Regions from separate parts of the Mus musculus genome. Here region 1 is linked to region 2. A link is a contact called in public Hi-C data. All regions are on one chromosome and are shown on one strand. Each heading gives the region's core, a stretch centred on a gene start, on an enhancer-like site or on the middle of the called end of the contact. The rest is flanking DNA. Distances are from core to core; before and after follow the strand shown. Region 1 has its middle 450 kb from the start of Rps6ka3. Region 2 holds the start of Cnksr2 (connector enhancer of kinase suppressor of Ras 2).

Evidence for each region. Hi-C and Micro-C count contacts between places; a contact is called where the count stands out from the background.
Region 1: a Hi-C map of cerebellum shows a contact between it and region 2, with 3 times the contacts expected there. The contact joins the enhancer-like site here to the promoter of Cnksr2 in region 2. A contact is called at or near these places in 3 of 39 promoter capture datasets (cranial neural crest, hippocampal neurons and liver) and 4 of 484 Hi-C or Micro-C datasets (cerebellar granule neurons and cerebellum).

What each region holds. Positions count from the first base shown.
Region 1 is chrX:158,806,931-158,810,410 of GRCm38.p6, forward strand. No RefSeq gene overlaps it. Among named protein-coding and RNA genes, the nearest start is that of Rps6ka3, 450 kb to the right of the region's middle. Within about 2 kb of position 1,896, at least 1 of the 459 cell types and tissues checked has an H3K27ac peak or open chromatin away from gene starts, as enhancers often do. A contact at or near this core is called in cerebellum, where this site is marked.
Region 2 is chrX:158,041,343-158,044,606 of GRCm38.p6, forward strand. Cnksr2 (connector enhancer of kinase suppressor of Ras 2) reads right to left here and starts at 1,855. Exons shown (of 22, transcript NM_177751.3): 1 at 1,435-1,855. The coding sequence starts at 1,498.

The sequences.
Region 1 (3,480 bases), core at 646-3,145, 770 kb after region 2:
GCATGAGAATTCTTTGTTTAGCTCTGTACCCCATTTTTAATGGGGTTATTTGGATTTCTGGAGTCCAGCTTCTTGAGCTCTTTGTATATATTAGATATTAGTCCCCTATCAGATTTAGGATTGGTAAAAATGCTTTCCCAATCTGTTGGTGGCCTTTTTTTTTCTTATTGACAGTATCTTTTGCCCTACAGAAGCTTTGCAATTTTATGAGGTCCCATTTGTCGATTCTTGATCTTATAGCACAAGCCATTGCTGAAATGTAAATGAAGAAAATATCTAATTAAAAAAAATAAGAAAAGAAAGGGAAAAAAAAACAAACAAAAAAGCAATGTTGTGTCCCCTCATAGTCTTCCTTCGTGGAAGATGAACACAATATGTGAAGGCACAAGAGTCTTATTTCAAACCCGAGGACAAGATCTATGGCATGCCAGAAACTGAAGGAACCTAATTCCTTACAAAGCTACTATGCTAACACCTACCAGAAGAATGACAAACACCCTGTTGGGTTCAGCCAAACGTTCTAACCCAGGTTCCAGCTTGGGGAAGTCCAAAGTAATCCCAAAAGAATACAAAAGTATATTAAGCATATGAGATGCTAGGAAACCATCCACAGGTGAGTTTTGGGCTGAGCAAGAGGACACAGAGGAGTTATATGGGCTGTAAGAACTGAAGAAAGAAGTCTCTGAAAGAGAAAAATCACAAAACTGGGACACATGGAGCCCTGAACGCCAGCTAATCATAAGGACCTTTTCTTGGATTTTACCCTGCATCTAAACCAAATAAATAGAAAAGTACTGTCATGACCCCTCTAAGTGGGAGAAAAGAAAATATGTCTTTACAGTGACTTTATTAAATAATAACTTAAATGTTAAGCATGCTGAAGCATAAGGATGATTTTTTTTCTGGGACACATCTAGATGAGTCACAATTCTAGTTACGAAGCTTTCACAAACAACAAAGAAGGCCAAAGGTTTGCCTGAATGATGGCTCCACAGGAACTGGTGTGGGGCATAAGTTCACTGATTAAAATGAACACTGAATTGCTGTTTTTATTCTCCTGAAATACACTTGTTATTGGCTGGACATCAGCAGTGCACACATTGGCAAAAACATTACCTAAGACCACTTGAATTTTTTTTTTTTTTTTTTACAAAAAGCTTTTTTAATCTAAGAGCTGAGATGTCAAATCATTTGGAACAGAAAAACTATGGTCCGATTTTAACCTTTAATCTAAAATATGCAAATGTCTTTGTTTCTTTCATGAAGCATGCATAACATCAAGGGTAAGCCAGCATGTAAAATGATGGCAGTTTCCTCTAAAATGGAATGATACTATACTGTTCGCCATTTCTCTTTTAGGAAAATCATATGTAAGCCCTGAGTCTGTTCTTATGAAATTTCACCTACAAATAATTTGGTAAAAAGTTCATTAAGGTATGCTGTTTTTACCTAAACCCCACAAAGAAAAATTCATCCATTTTTATGTCACTAGGCCATCATAGCTCTCCTCAAACTTTAATGTGCACTAAGAATTATCTGGGTGGTTTATTAAACTACAAGCACTGGTATAGCAGATGCCACCCGCAATCCTTATAAGCCTCCTGGTGATGACAATGAAGGTGGTCCACACATCACACCTCGGACCAGCCAGAGAGGAAAGAATGGGCTAACCACACTGCTCATCAGGAGCATTTAGGGCTCTTAAAAATAAAGTCTTGGGCTGCATCCCAGGCCTACAGAATCAGAATCTCCAGGACTAAGGTACGGGAGTTTGTATTATTAACCATCTCCCCAGGCGATTCCTAGTCAGCCATGAGATGCACCTGTCTGCAATGATCAGAGCAGCAGGGCTCAGAGAATAGCTGTTCACCCTCTAACTCAGAATCGCCCGAGGAACCTGATAACCACACACATACCTCTCTGCAGATACCTCCCTTCTGCTGTATGGGCAGTAGGCAGAGGGATGGAGGAAGTAGGAAAAAATAAGGTGACTATATAAAATGAGAAATTGACGTCACTTTAACTCCCACCTGGCAGGAATAGAGAAGGCCAATTCTCCTAGAAGTGACAGCATGGAGCTTGCCTCCCACTGCCTGACCACCTGCACCTCCTTCCCTCTCTTCCTCCCCCTGGCAACCATGACAGCCAAGGCTGCCCCTCCCAGACTGCTGGGGACCCTGGTTAAAGAAAATTTAAAAAAAAAAAACACACAGAAATTGGAGGGGGAATAAAAGAAACTATGTGAATTATAAACAGTCCTCGTTGTATGTTTATGCTCTGTTCAACGCAATGGAAATAAATTTCTATTTAAATATCTGTACTTGCTGAAATAACAACAGGATTTTTCATTAAAAGCATGCAAATCTATTGGATAAAATTGCATCTGTGGGCAGAAAAGGGCACGGAAAGCTGTAAGTCATCTTAATCCCTAAGTGACAGAAGATAGGGTTGTGCTTTCCTTTGTTACAATATTCCATGTTGTTGGGAGTTTTACATCAATAAGCACTGTGCCTTATAATCAGAAGTAAATAGTAAAACAACTTGTATTTGGAAAAGCCCAAACAAAAAGCATACAAGTACTAAACCTACAAAAGACAGATTAGTGAGGATATAGTCCATTCTTTCCAAGAGATCAGGAACTCAGTAGTAGGAACATGGAGTCTTTCTATATAGCTAGAAAAAACATGCAGTTTGTCTTTCTGAATCTGGGTTCTTTCACTCAGCATAATTGTTTCTACCTCAATCTAATTTACCTATATATTTCATAATGTCATTTTTTATTAACAGGTAAATAATATTCCATTTTGTAAATGTACTACATCTTTATTATCCATTCATTACTTGATGGACATCAAGGCTGTTTCCAAAAGAGCAGCAATGAACACTGATGAACAAGGATCTGTAGAGGTGAGCAAAGTCCTTTGGGTATATACTTAAGAGTAGCATAGTTGGATTCATGGTCAATAGAGTCCCAGCTTCCTGAGGAAATGTCATATTGATTTCCATAGTGGCTGTCCAATTTTGCACTCCCACCAGCAATGAATGAGTGCTCCTCTTACCCCACCTCTTTGCCAACATGAGCTGTCACTTGTTTTAGTAATCTTGGCCATTGTGACTGGTGTAAGATGAAATCTCAAAGTAGTTTTGATTTGCATTTCCCTGACACTTAAGGATGTTGAGCATTTCTCACTCATTTTGTGTTTCATCGTTTGAGAACTCTCTGTTTCTGTGCCCCATTTTAAGTGAGGTCGTCTGTGCATGGTATAAGTAGACTATTCATAGACATTAGTTAGCTAGTGAGGGGCGGCTGGGGTAGGCTGAGAGGAGAAGCATTTCCCAAGGAATGGGCAATAGAATGCAGTGTTATAATGATAAAGGGACAGCCATATCAAACAAAACCCACTACTGGCAAAGTTTTCTACAGTATAAGCCTATATAACAGAATTTTAAATTGAGTTATCATATAATAGAGAAAAATAT
Region 2 (3,264 bases), core at 605-3,104:
CCCCCATGGCAACCAATGCACTGCACACAAGGGGCAGTGGATAAATAATGAATTAGGTTTAATTCAATTCACTTGCACTTACAGTGTGCTTCGCAGTTACAAAGCATTTTTCTTACATATGAGATGAGAAAATCAAAGTAAGTGAGAAGTAACAGGGCAAATCAGGGAGAAAAGGAAGCAAAACACATAAAGAGAAACCCTAGAAGAATAGGCAAATGTCCGAAATGGTGGGGGAAAGATTCGGGGAGAATTTATTTCTCCCTACTACCTTCAATCCCTTCCATCTTTGAGTATATAGAGCTTAGAAAGTCTGACTGCTAAGCAAGCCTTAGGAAAGGGGCTCCTTCCTCTTTGAAAGGGGCATTTTCACAGATAAGGCTTGAAGAATATCTTAAGTTTGCCTGCTCGGGTACGACCTCAAGCAAAACTCTCATATTTTCCAAGCATGTCCAAGAATCTTTTATTTCAATGTAAGCATCCCCTTTGCAGAGTTCAGTCTGGGGATGACTGGAGAGGTCCCCAACAAGCCCCTCAACTCAGACAACAGAGGGAGATAGTGAGACAGGAAAGCCAGGAGACTAGAGAAAAAGCCCACATTTGCGTCTAGGAGGAGGGCTAAGGTTTGAAACTGGTCATTAGAAATTGTCGGGTGTGTGTGTGGGGGAGCCTTCAATATGGAAGAAAGGAGAATACTTGAATGCGCATCACTTTAAACCCAATGTTGGACCCTTAACAAGAAGCCGCGAGAGGTTTAAAGCCACCGCAGACCTCAACCTAGGAAAGCAAAGGACATGCTGGGGTGCACAGGAGGGATCCCACATATATTAGCTTGGATGCTGCCCTAAGGGAAGCATGTTACCCTAAAGTAGCTCGCTCCCTTCCCGATCATCCTCAGCCCAGCATGGAGGAGGGGGTTCCCACCTTCCAACTGGAGCGACTGCATCCTGACCCCATTATGCGGGCTTAAAAGTTGCCAGGAGAGTTGGCGCTGGGGAAGGCACTTGGCAGGGCGAGACCTAGAAGGGGCCTCGGGTTTCCAGGAACAAAGGGGCTGGTGAAGGGGCAGCCACGAGAATAGGTCCCACGGGCTCCTCCCTTAGCCTGGAAACAGGGTCGCCGCGTCCTCTCAACCCGAAGGCGTCGAGGGAAGCGGGAAGCGGGGAAGCTGCGCGGGGATTCCACCGCCCTGCTTCCAGCTTCAACCAGGTGGCGCCCGCCGCCCTCTTGCTCCCCGCGCCCCTCCAGCTGAAGACAAAAGAAGTCTAGGGTCCCCGGGCCCCTGCCAGAGCCAGAGGACCCCTGTCCATCCCCAGGGAGGACCCTCAGCAGTTGGTTGGAAGCTCCCAGGACGTGTTATGCCCTAGCGGGCACCCCTCCCTCGTACCGGGACCCTGCGCCCCAGTGTCGCCTCGCTCTCCCCACAGAGGGCATTACCTTTCATCCAGTCCACTACTTGACTCGGAGACCATTTGCTCACCGGTTCCATTATCAGAGCCATGGGCGGCGGGGTCGGTGCCGCGTGGGACGCGGAGCTCGGACAGAAAGCCAAGTCCGCAGCCCGCTGCGCCCTCAGGTGGGGTCGGTGGCCGGCCGCAGCCTCCCGCGGTGGGCGGCGCGGAGAGGGTGGCTTTTGTGTTTCGGTCCCAAGGCTGGAGCGTCGGAGGTGGCTGCGGTGGGAGCGGCGACGGCCGGCCAGCTGGCCGGGGTAAGACGCCGGGGTCGGCTAGGTCCCAGCCCAGGCGGCAGCCGCAGCTGCGGCGTCCGCGGCTCAGCCCGGGGTGAGCGTCCCGAGGGGCTTCAGTGCATGGCTCGAGCCGCCGAGGTCGCGGCGGGGAAAGGAAGAGGCGCCGGCGCACGGTCGCAGCCAACTTGCCCGCTCGCTCGCCTGGCGCGCGGGAGTGGAGCCCCCGGCACGACGAGCCGCCCGGCGGAAATGACGAGGGGCCTCCTGCCACCCAAAATATCTCTCCGCAGCCCTCGGGTGCGGGGCGCGCGCTCCACGAGCCCCCCGCCCCGCTCGCCGCCGCGCGGTCCCGCCCCCAGGGCCGGCAGCCGGTGCGCGCGAGCCCTGTGCGCGTGCGTGGGCCAGCGCGCGTGGCCGCCGCCCGACTTCTAGCAGACTCGCGGGCCAGGTGTGGGCTGCTCGCGCTCCCGCCTTCCCGCCCCGGGGGTCGCACTCGGCCGGAGCCGCGCCGGGAGGGCGTGTGCGGCAGCGCCTGGAGCCCCGGAGCCAGCCGCTGCAGCTGGAGGCTCGCCCAGCCCCGGGGTCAGTTAGGCAGTCAGGTGCGGCGGCGGCAGGAGAGTGGCTCCCAGTGGCCTTCCAGGAGAGTCAGCGAGACGGGTCGCCCCACCAGTTGAACGGACAACCCGGGGTGGCGGAGGAGGGTACTATAGCACCCCTGTCCCAAGCTCTCCTCGCCACCAGGGGGGAGGGGACGCCGCAGAACTGCTGGGGTGACAATGGGAGTCCTGACTGTTCTCTCTGTCGCCCTCGCGGCTGCTGAGTTGGCTCCCGAGGTGACTCCTCCGGACCCTGCGGAGAACACGGGATGTGGGCTTCCGCAGATGGGAGTCAGGATCTAGCCAGAGACGCCCATAGGAGACTAGATGGCTCGTGCTGTCGGATCTACCCTGGGTGATAAAAGGAACCCGGGAAGTCAGAGATGTCAACTGCAAGAGGCTCCAGCCTCCAGAACCCACACGTGCCTCTTCCCAGGCTCTGCTTCAGTTGTCGGCCACCTCCTTCAACACAAGGTCCCCGACATCTATTTTACATGATGTCATTTTGTGTTCAGTCGTTCTTATATAAGAACGGAAGAGTAATAACAGGACTTAAAGTTAGTGACAAATTGCAAACATAATGTTTCACATATTGTTTGCTTCAAAAAACCTATGCATGCTTCTATGCAACGTTTAGAAATACACATTTTGCCTAAATGAGGCTTCACTTTCAATGACAATTCTAGAGCGTCTAGTAGCAAGCTCTACCACCATTATAGCTGGTTTGTTTTTTTTCCCCCCTCGGTATAATTCTTAAACAGTCACATTGAGTAAACAAGCAACTTCTTTTATTTCTATAATCATTTCAATAATGTCAATAAATCATGTCAGTTCCTTCGGTACCCATTTTGTCTAACTCAAGTTTATAAGATACAGAACACCACTTTCTTCAGTTGGCATGGCTTGGCAAGTTCTCCCCCAACACAGGAGAAGGCAAAACAGGAGTAGATAACACACTGATGTTTTTATGCTAGTGCTACAAAC